2 separate regions of the Mus musculus genome follow, and region 1 is linked to region 2. A link is a contact called in public Hi-C data. All regions are on one chromosome and are shown on one strand. Each heading gives the region's core, a stretch centred on a gene start, on an enhancer-like site or on the middle of the called end of the contact. The rest is flanking DNA. Distances are from core to core; before and after follow the strand shown. Region 1 has its middle 22 kb from the start of Ina. Region 2 overlaps Nt5c2 (5'-nucleotidase, cytosolic II).

Region 1 (5,896 bases), core at 248-2,747, 47 kb after region 2:
CGGGACCAGTCTGATTACAAGTGAGCTCTGGAAGAAGAGAGAGAAGGACTTCTTCGGGAGTTTAGGCGAGGCTCTTTAAGATGAAGGCCTTCCCCGCAGCTTGCTTGGTCATATTGGTTTATTTGATGGTGGATATTAATTGCATACACTTCACTCAGGGTGAACCGGGGATCAAATACCTTTTGCGGGAAGGAGTGCACAGGAAGGGAAGCTAATTGGCTGAACCCTCAGGGGCTTATCTAGGTACCTCATTAGTGTGGAGTACTTGAGGTTTTTTATGCCACATGACTGATCACCACGGTCCTCAGTGGGGTGTTGTGGTTTCTGTTCCAGGGCAGGTAGAGGCGGCAGGGAACGGCTCCGCTCCTGCCGGTCTCAATCCCGAGATCCCTGGGACTTGCGCTCACTCAGCCTGACCACTTCTCATGCCTGCCTGGTAACAAGCTCCCATATGCCCTACAGTGCATCATCCTAGCATTTCTACAGCAACACAGACAGAAGAATTCCCAGACGCTTGTGGGCCACTTACCCTAGGGTTGCACCAGAGAACAAGAGACCCTATTTCAAACAAGATGGGATGCAAAGACCAACATCCAAAGTTGTTTCTGATCTCTACATGTGAGCCAGGGCAGGTGTGGTGCCCACACTCACAGACATGAAAACACACGTGCATGCACACACAAACACACAGACACACCAGACAGATACATGCAAACATATCAATAGTTTTAAAAGAAAGTGGGGGGTGGCAGGGAATGGCTCAGTGGGTAAGAGCACCTGACTGCTCTTCCGAAGGTCCGAAGTTCAAATCCCAGCAACCACATGGTGGCTTACAACCATCCATAAAGAGATCTGACTCCTTCTTCTGGAGTGTCTGAAGACAGCTACAGTGTACTTACATATAATAAAAATAAATAAATCTTTAAAAGAAAGAAAGAGAGAGAGAGAGAGAGAAAGGAAGGAAGGAAGGAAGGAAGGAAGGAAGGAAGGAGGAAGGAAGGAAGGAAGGAGGAAGGAAGGAAGGAAGGAAGGGGAGTGTGGTGTCTCGTGCCTTTAATCCCAGCACTCAAGACACAGAAGCAGACAGATCTCTCTGTGAGCTCAGTGCCATCTGGTCACCGTGGCAAGTTGTAGGTCAATCAAGTGCTACATAGTGAGATCGCAAAAATTAAAAAACAAATAACTAGCCGGGCGTGGTGGCACACGCCTTTAATCCCAGCACTTGGGAGGCAGAGGCAGGCGGATTTCTGAGTTCGAGACCAGCCTGGTCTACAAAGTGAGTTCCAGGACAGCCAGGGCTATACAGAGAAACCCTGTCTCGAAAAACCAAAAAAAAAAAAAAAAAAAAAACCCAAACAAAACCAAACCAAACCAAACCAAAACCAAAACAAAAAAAAACCAAAAACAAATAAATAGATTTCTTAAAACCTTGAGTAATACATTTCAACTCCTGACCTTTAGGTCCTGACACTCACCACGCAGGCTCTGCTTGCAATGATCAGCACTGCGACCTCTATTCAAAGTGTTCCACTAACCAAGACCTTGGCTCAAATCCTAAGTTGGGCAAGGGACAAGCTGTTGGTCAACACTGCCCCCTAGTGGTAAATTTACCAACTGCACAGAGACCGGCCACCAGTCTTTCTCTGGGCTCACTGGGTAACTCCTGGAAAAACCTTAAACTCCTTGCCCCCGAAACAGCCTTAGGCTCAATCCCAGCCAAGAGCCAGTCTGCTCTCTGTGTGGCTTATGTCTTTGTACTTCATAAGTGGTACTCATCCGTACTTTAAATCTTTAGCAAAATCCTGTTCAGATCCTGACTCGTCCAAAAGAACCCTGACCCTAATCAGCCCAAATCTCCCCAAACTTTCTTCAATGTCTCCTTTATTGGGTTAGTTGCCTGTATGAGTTATTTCTAAACTATAGAGGTGTATATATATATATATATATACATATATATATACACATATATATATACACATACACATATATATGTGTATATATATATATATGTATATATAATTCCCGTTTTACAAAACTGTTCGAACAGTTTTCAGAGCCTGAGCTAACTACATATATTCTTTTTTTTTTAAGATTTTTTTTTAATATGATGTGCACACTTCAGACACACCAGAAGAGGGCATTGATACCCATTACAGATGAGCCACTGTGTGGTTGCTGGGAATTGAACTCAGGACCTCTGGAAGAGCAGTCAGTGCTCTTAACTACTGAGCCATCTCTCCAGTCCGACTATGTATATTTTTAAAGAATCATACTTTTGAGTGCTTAATGAGGGCCAGAACCAGAGCTGGGTACTTGCCCATACACGCTCTCAATTATGTTTTGTTGTGATAATTATTATTCTGGGGTTGCTACACCCCCTTGTTGTCTTTGAATATTAAGGGGTTTCTACTCCACTTCAGACCATATTGTTCCCAGATAAAAGACACAGAAATCTTCAGATTTACAATGAGCTTAAGGGCACTAGAGCTGGCTGGGCGTGGTGGCGCACGCCTTTAATCCCAGCACTCAGGAGGCAGAGGCAGGCGGATTTCTGAGTTCAAGGCAAGCCTGGTCTACGAAGTGAGTTTCAGGACAGCCAGGGCTATACAGAGAAACCCTGTCTCAGAAAGAAAAAACAAAAAAAAAACAAAAAAACACTAGAGCTGGGCTGGTGAGATGGCTCAGTGGGTAAGAGCACTGACTGCTCTTCCAAAGGTCCCAGCAACCACATGGTGGCTCATAACCACCCATAATGAGATCTGACGCCCTCTTCTGGTGCATCTGAAGACAGCCACAGTGTACTTGTTTATAATAATAAATAAATCTTTGAGGGGAAAAAAAAAAGAGCACTAGAGCTGGGCAGACACCAATCCTCTGTGCTGTTTTGTCTGCTTCCCTGGTGCTGTTCCCGGGGATATCACTGGCCGTGCTCCACCTGGGCCATGCCTACTCCATCAGGCCAGCCCTCATGGCCACCTACACAGTGGTGTCTTCTTTCCTTCTCCTCCTCCTCATGGTCCTACCTCAGACCCCAAGTCCGGGGATCTTTGCTGTGTCCCCTACCCTCTGCCCAGCCCAGGCTATAGGTATCCTTATTATAATCAGTGATAACTTGGGGGGGGAGGGCACAAGGTTTGCACAACAAAAGCTGGTGTATGTGAGATTCACTCATCTTGGAGTAACCAGGTCTTGGGATACAGTATTTAGCCTTTGAATACATAGTAGCACCAGACCAACCCCCTATAACTTTCCATGGCCACTTTAATGCAATTCTACTGCAAATTTGCTACTGTCTCAATTTATAGCTGGAAAAAGGAAACCTCAGTGACTTAATGTAGACCACACAGCCAGGGAGAAGTGTAGGTCTAAAACCATACGCTAACAACGGCGGGTACAGAGAACAAGTCAAATCTCCTGAGTCAACTCTCGCGCCTGCAACTGAGAAAGAATTCAAAACCCCCTGAGTTTGGAGAGTGATGTACTAGGCCGTTCTTAATGAAGACACTGAAAGGTGAGCCTTTGAATCCGGTCCAGATTTCCAGGAAATCCGGCCCACATTTCCAGGAGATGCTTTAAAAGCTCCAAGCCATTAACCACCACCTCCTAGAGAAGGAATAAGCATTCTAATTAATTTCTTTAAAATAAATTTAAGTGGGACAGAGAGATGGCTTGGAGGTTACAAGGACTTGTTGCTTTTACAGAGGACCACACATGGCTCACAACCATCCTTAACTCAGATTTCAGGGGATCCGAACCCCTCTTCTAGCCTTCTCCAGCATCAGGCGCTCACATGCTGGCGCATACACATATACCGAGACAAAAACTGCTCATACATATAAAATAAGTATGTAAGTATTTTAAAAATCAAATAAACGTCTGTGTTCTTTAGACAGGTGGTACACGCCTGTAACCTCTGCAATCAGAAGGTGGGGACAGGGAGATCAAGAGTTCAATACCAGCTCAGGCTCTACAAAACCCTGTCTCCAAAGTGAAAAAAGAGAAAGCATGCATGTGTGAGCAACACTATAAAACACTGAGCATTTTGTAGCCACCAATAATTTGTGAGAAGCAGCAACAAGGAATGGAGTGGGGGGGTCTCAAGTTGGAACAAACCCCCACCATGGTGTTTAGGGAGGGATACAGTTCTGTTTGAAAGAAAACTCAGGGAACAGCGTGGTGAAGGATGAGCCCGGCTGTTCGATTCTGGGTCCTTGTTTCCTCTATCCTAGGCCTGGGCTCCAAAAACCTGGAGAAGGAATCCTGAGGGAAAAGATGGGGCAGAGTTTGGTTCTCAGGAGCAGTTTCAATTTATTCAACCAGCATGACCCTAACTGACCTGCAAGCAGCCTGGGACCCAGGCAAGGTCACTCACAATACAACCAACTTTACCACACGTTGTGGAAGCCTCGCAGACTGTGGTACCGCTTTCTCTTCGCCTCGAGTTGTCCAGCATGCCTGGTTCCTCACACCAAAGGGGCAAGTTTGCCTTCCAAGTGCTTCAAGGACAGAGAGTAAACACATTTCTGTTCACATGTTTGTGGGTCTATGTGCCTGGTGAGAGGCACATGGAACTGACCATGTCTCCCAAGCCGCGTGTGCAGCTGCTGAAGACCCCCCTGAATGGGATGTGGTGGAGACTGGAAGCCCAACGCTGGAGGAGGAGGCTACAGCTCAAGGCCAGACTCTACTCTGTTATGAGTTTGAGACCAGCCCGCCTAAGACCCTGTGTGTGTGTGTTGGGGGGCGGGGGTGGGGGAGTTGGGTTGACGGAGAGAAGGAGGAAGAATAATAAACAAATTAAGGAAGGAAAGAAGGAGATAAAGATAGAGAAAGACCCCCTCACAATATAACCCTGTCCCTGCCCAGGGGCCTTCCTGCCCTGGCTTCCTGCAATGCTCTGTGCTGGAGCCCACAGACACCCTCACAGGCTCAGCCGCTGCTCTTGGGTTGGACGGCTGACTGAGAGGTTTTTCAGCTACAACTCTACCTGACACTCCATCCCTTCACCTCACCACTCACCGGGCGGGCATTAATGCCTCCTCCCAGCCAAGGGCTTTCTTTGCCCATCTCCTGCCAGTTATATTATTCAGGAAACAAAGGCTCTCGAATGAGAGGCGAGGAATGGCTGTCACGTCTCTACGGAGATTCCATGACATTTATTTGTCCTGCATTTCCCCACCCTTTACCCTACTGCACCACCCCAGGTTGCAGAGGGATCCCACCTCACAACCCCGGCCTGAAGCAATGCGCTCTTCCTCGACTCATACTCCAGTATGAGGCAGTCAGGGGTAAACACTATACTCGGAAAATCTCTTCCACTTGGACTTGCCTTGCCTCCAGTTACAGAAGTGACAGAAAAGCAACCTTTCTTTTATTGATAGGGTCTTATATAGCCCAGGCTGGCCTCAAGCTATGTAGCTGAGGCTGGACTTGAACTCCTGATCAACCTTGCCTTTACCTTCCAAGTGGCTCCATGAAGGTGTGAACTCGGATTTTTTCTGGCTTATACCAGACTATACACCTCCCCCCTTATTGGAAATGGGTGCTCTTCTTATCCACTGTATCCTGATTACAGTTTCCCTTCCCTCTTCTCCCATCCTGACCCACTCCTTCTCTGTCTCCCATTAGAAACCTCTAGGAGATAACAATAAAATATAACAAAATTTTACAAAAAAAAAAATCCTATTAAAATTGGACAAGACAAACCAACAAAAGGGCAAGAGCCCCAAGAGCAGGCACAGGAATCAGAGATTCCCCCCCCTTGTTCACCCACTCAGGATCCCGGAAACACTAAACTGAAGGCTGTAATATACACGCAGAGGACCTACTGCAGCCCCGTGTGGGCCCCGTGCTTGCGGCTCCAGTCTCTGTGATTCATATGAGCATTGCTTGGTTA
Region 2 (5,645 bases), core at 2,787-5,286:
ATAAAAATATCATTGAGGTTAATTACCTAAAAAAAAAAAAAAGGAAAGATATCATAACCATGGATCAAAATACTTCAATGTCAGTCTAGATAGACGGCTGCTCTCTAGCTGCATATGTAGCAGAGGATGGCCTAGTCAGCCAACATTGGGAGGAGAGGCCCTTGGTCTTGCAAACTTTATATGCCCCAGTACAGGGGAACACCAGGGCCAAGAAGTGGAAGTGGGTAAGTAGGGGAGCAGGGAGGGGGAGGGTATAGGGGACTTTCGGGAAAGCATTTGGAATGTAAACGAAGAAAATACCTAATAAAAAATTGGAAGAAGAAAAAAGCCTCCCATGGATTTGACATCATTCCTTAGAATGGAAGGATCTACACGTGGGAAACGGGGTGAAGAGAAATGGAAGGAAGGAGCTATACATCTCTGTGACAAAGATATGCAAGAGATATTTAGTTAGTGGTCAAGAGTATAAATGTCTAGTAGAAGAAAACTTGTACTTGGTATAAAAAATAAAAATAAAACTTATCTTAAAATGATGTCAGAACCAAAAAAAAAAAAAAAGTACTGACTGCCCTTCCAAAGGTCCTGAGTTCAATTCCCAGCAACCACATGGTTGCTCAAAATCATCTATAATAGGATCTGATGCCTTCTTCTGGTGTGTCCAAAAATAGCTAATGTACTCTCATACACAAAATAAATCTTTTTAAAAAATGTTTTTTAAATAAAAAAAAGACTTCAATGTTGTTAAAAGTAGCAACACTCTTCAAAATGATGTGTACAAGTCGATGAAACACCAACCCTTTTACAAGAATTGACAAGCTTAACCTATATAGATATAAATGTGCACTGCGACAACCAAAACAATCTGAAAAGAGAACACAGTTTAAAACACTGCAAGTTCAAATCTCACTGCAGAACTACTAATCAAGAGTCTGTAGTATCGACACAAGGAGAGATAAATATCAACTGCATCTAGCTGAAAGTACATACATGATTCTTGAGGATATCAAGACTGCTCACCATGAAAATAATCTTTTCAACGGTGGTCGTGAGACAACTAGACAGCCCCATGAAAAGAATTACTCTACACCTGTAACTAAAAATATACCTAAGGTCTAAATGTAAGCTCTACAGTTGTGAAACTCTGTCCATAAAAGGCTTGGCCTGTGAGCCTAAGGGCCTGAGTCTGGTTCCCCAGCATCCAAGGAGAAAGCTCAAAAAGCTACACCTGAAGAATATGCCTGAGTCCCAGTGTGGGGATGCAGGGACCGGAGACCCCTTGGACTTTCTGGCCAGCTAGTTTTGCCAAACTGGTAAACTCCAAGTTCAGTGTAAGGTGCTGTCTCAAAAAAATAAGGCAGAGAAACAAATGAGGAAGACACTTGATGTTGACCTCTGGCCACATATGTACATACACACATATGTGAGTGTAACTAGCACATACTTATACAGACACATCACACTTTTACACACATACAAGCTTACTTTTAAAAATACTAGAGATCTGGCTAGCATTTCTAAAAGGGCTATAAAGAATGGTCAATAGGAGGATGGACACGGAGCTGGAGAGGTGGCTCAGAGTGAAGTCGGCTCTTCCAGAGGACCTGCACTTATATCCTAGCATCCATGCTGGGCAGTTCACAACTACCTGTAATTTCTAGCTCCATAGGACCTAACACCCTCTTCTGGCCTCCAAGTGCACCTGCATTCAGACATACACACACATGTACACACACACACACACACACACACACACACACATGCATACACTTAAAAAATAAATCTTAAAGAAAAAGAAGAAGAACATGATATAAGGCACAGTGGCTCACAACTATAATCAGAACACCTGCAATTTGACGCCAACCTAGGCTACATGTCTGGATCTGGTTTTATGCAAGGTCTCATGTAATTTCAGTTGGCTTTGAACTCACTATGTAGGTAAGGATGAACTTGAACTCCTGATCCTCCCTGCCTCTACTCCCAAGTGTCAAGATTACAGGAATGACCCTCCACATCAGCTGAGAACCTATCTTTAAAAAAAAAAAAAAAAGGAAAAAAAAGGTAACGGTAGATACATACACTAAAATGGCTAGTCCGATCAAAAGGCAACAGCAATTGTGTAATGATGCAGAGAAACTGAAATGCTCATATACTCAAGGCAGGACTGTAAAATGATACATTGGCATGTTCAATTTATCAATAACCTGAGCACAGTTACCATATATCCAAGCAAATTCCACTCCTAGATACATGACTAAAGTTTGTTCATACAAAATTTTACACAAATGTTCCTAAGAGTGTATCTTTCTTTTAAATATTACTTATTTACTTTTATTTATATGAGTACCCTATAGCTGTCTTCAGACACACATAAAAAGAGTGTGTATCCGATCCCATTACAGATGGTTGTGAGCCATCATGTGGTTGCTAGGAATTGAACTCAGGACCCCTGGAAGAGCAGTTGGTGCTCTTAACCGCTGAGCCATCTCTCCAGCCCCCCAAGAGTGAATCTTAATTGTAGGTTTTATTGCTGTGACAAAACAACATCACCAAAAGCAGCTAGGGGAGACAAGTATTTAACTGTCGTCCCAGTCAGCCTCATCACTGAAGCAAGTCAGGGCAGGAATAAAGCAGAGGACATGGAGGGCTGCTTACTGGCTTGCTCAGTTTGGTTTATTCTACATCCTAGAACAAATTGCCATTCCACAGAAATCAATTAAGGCTGCCTCTTCTCAGATGACACCAGATTGTGTGAAGCGACAAATACAGTATATTTATACAATGGAGTATTACTAGGCCAATGAAATAAGTTCTGACATGGATAAACCTTAAAAACATTCTGCCTGCTGGGCACAGTGCTGCATGGCTATAATCCCAGTACTTAGAAGGCAGAAGCAGGACGATCACCACAAGTCCAAGGCTAGCCTCAACCACAGACTATGAGAACCCTGCCTCAAACACACACACAACGGGGGTGTGTGAAAATAATGGAGCTGAAGAGACAGCTCAGTTGGTGGTGCACTTTCCTAGGTTCAATCCAGCACCAATAATCTAGGAGTGGTGGTAGAGACCTGTAATCCCAGCCCTCTGGAGACGGATCCAGGAGAATCAGAAATTCAGGTTCGGGACTGGAGAGATGGCTCACTGGTTAAGAACACTGACTACTTTTCCAAAAGTCCTGATTTAATTCCCAGCAACCACATGGTGGCTCACAACCATCCATAATGAGATTTGAGGCCCTCTTCTGGTGTGTCTAAAGACAAAGATGATGTACTTATAAATAAATCTAAGAAAAGAAAAGAAAAGAAAAGAAAAGAAAAGAAAAGAAAAGGAGGGGAGGGGAGGGGAGGGGAGGGGAGGGGAGGGGAGGGGAGAGGAGGGGAGGGGAGAGAAATTCAAGTTCATCTTTGCTACATAAGCAGTGTGTGGATAGTCTGGGTTATAAGACCCTATCTATTAAAAAAAAAGCTGAATATTACAGGATATTTGATTATACTATGAACCCAAGATTGTGTTTTTTACTGAAAACAAAAACAAAACAAACAAAAAAACCAACCTGCTTCTACTTGTGGTATGGTCAAATCTTAGCACACAACTTTAATCCCTCTGGCTGGAATACAAACACCTTTAATAAACACCTTTAATCCAAAATAATGAAGGTAAAGTTAGTTTGTAGAAGGAAGCAGCCATGTTTGAAAATGACTAGTTGAGGGGCAGACAAACCAGAGAAAGAGATGACAGAATGAATCAGGGGTGGGATATGCCCAAATCTCATGAGAGCAGACAGGAAAAAGAGGCTACTGAAGAAAGCTACACAGAAAAAGAGAGGAGAGGAGAAAAAGGAAGTCTACAGAGACAGTTATAGAGAGATAGGTAGCAGACAGAAGCAGCTAGACTCAGGTAAAGACAGAATGAGCCAAAGGACGGGCAGGAGCTAAGACACTAGAACAGATAGCCAGGGTTAGCATAAGACCAAGCAGAGCAATTCAAGAGAGGAGAGAGAAGCCAAAGTGAATCAGTCAGCGTGGAAAGGAGTGAGTCAGAGCAGCTGCACTGATCAGTCAGTCAGAGCAAAAAAATAAAAGGAAAGGGCGATCTTATTCAGCAGTATGTCTCAAAGGCCGAAAACATTCTAGGTCTAGATAAAATGGTACAGAGCCTAGGAGCTAGGACTAGGTCTAGGTTAGCGGACTGAGGCAGCAAGCTTCCGAGAGGACAATTACATCAGGCAAACAAAAGCTATTACTACAGCTGAAAGAACAGATACGTACTGTATTCTACATTCCTATGAAAAATGTAAAATGTTGATCTCACATTAGAGATAGAATCAAGATTGCTGGACTCATACAAGGTCAGTGGGTAGGGGATATTGAGAGACGGGGTAATTGTTACCCAACTACATCTACTTAGAACTAAGATCTGGTGTTCCATAGCAATAGTAGGGTGACTATGGTTTGAAATAATTTAGGAATTATTATAATCACATGGAGGTAATAAGTCCTATACCTCCCAACACCAAGATAAATGTTTAAAGAGATAAAAATGTGAATTTCTCAGACTTGGTCGTTATGCATTATATGCAGAGTACCAAATAAATACAACCAAACATTTGTCTCAATTTGAAAAAAACAAAAACATTTAATGATATCTTTAAGTGGTTAAGAGAGAAATTAAAATTTATCAGTCAGTCTCCCTTGACAGTTTCTCTTTATAAACCTGATACTTCCCTTGAAGTAAAAAAAAAAAATCATTATAAACATTTCCAAGTCTACAAGTACTAACATGCTAAGACACGTACTAAAGAATTATTTTGCAGTGGTGGCGCACGCCTTTAATCCCAGCACTCGGGAGGCAGAGGCAGGCGGATTTCTGAGTTCGAGGCCAGCCTGGTCTACAGAGTGAGTTCCAGGACAGCCAGGGCTATACAGAGAAACCCTGTCTCGAAAAACTAAAAAAAAAATTATGAATACCAACAAATTCATTTTTATTTCTTAAATTCACTTAAGAAGAAATCATTATTCAATGGGTTTAAATAAAGACTGGTAAGGCTTTGAAGATTTAAATTCAATTTAAGCAGTAATTTCAGGGCATGGCAAAGTGAGCTCAGGGGTTAAGAACACAAATCTCTCTTGCTGAGGACCCAAGTTTTGATTCCCAAACCTATGTAGAACAGCAGTTCACAAACACCTGTACTTCCAGTTTCCAGAGGATCTGATATCTCTGGTCTCTGGCCTCTGAGGACATCTATACACACACACACACACACACACACACACACACACACACACACACACAGCTGGGCAGTTGTGGCACACATCTTTAGTCCTAACAGAGGGAGGCAGAGGCAGGTGAATCTCTGTGAATTTGAAGTCAGCCTGGTCTACGGATCAAGTTCTAGGACAGCCAGGGCTACACATAGAAAACTTGTCTCAAAATTCCAAAAGAGGTGGGCAGGGCAGAGGGGGTGAGGAAAGAAGTAAAGAAAGAAGGGAAAAAGGGAGGGAGGGAAGAAAGAAAATTTCAAGGCCAGACGCCTTTAATACTAGCAGAAACAGAGGCAGGTGAATCTCAGTTGAGTTTGAAGCTAGTTCTACATAGCAATTTCTAGGACAGCCAGAGTTATTATATAGTGAGATTTGTCTCCAAAA

The links. Hi-C and Micro-C count contacts between places; a contact is called where the count stands out from the background.
Region 1: a contact with region 2 is called in a Hi-C map of pancreatic cancer cells, with 2.8 times the contacts expected there. The contact joins two enhancer-like sites. A contact is called at or near these places in 4 of 15 datasets of contacts at CTCF or cohesin (CD8 T cells, the NIH/3T3 cell line, large pre-B cells and 1 more), 78 of 484 Hi-C or Micro-C datasets (the 63-12 cell line, the AML12 cell line, B cells and 42 more), 16 of 115 datasets of contacts at active chromatin or transcription factors (the 230-238 cell line, the 3134 cell line, the HPC-7 cell line and 9 more) and 5 of 9 other capture datasets (adipose tissue, bone marrow-derived macrophages, embryonic stem cells and 2 more).

What each region holds. Positions count from the first base shown.
Region 1 is chr19:46,989,759-46,995,654 of GRCm38.p6, forward strand. It overlaps a transcript of Nt5c2 not described here. Among named protein-coding and RNA genes, the nearest start is that of Ina, 22 kb to the right of the region's middle. Within about 2 kb of position 1,498, at least 15 of the 459 cell types and tissues checked have an H3K27ac peak or open chromatin away from gene starts, as enhancers often do. A contact at or near this core is called in pancreatic cancer cells, where this site is marked.
Region 2 is chr19:46,940,500-46,946,144 of GRCm38.p6, forward strand. All of the region lies in intron 2 of Nt5c2 (5'-nucleotidase, cytosolic II), which reads right to left. Among named protein-coding and RNA genes, the nearest start is that of Nt5c2, 19 kb to the right of the region's middle. Within about 2 kb of position 4,037, at least 20 of the 459 cell types and tissues checked have an H3K27ac peak or open chromatin away from gene starts, as enhancers often do. A contact at or near this core is called in pancreatic cancer cells, where this site is marked.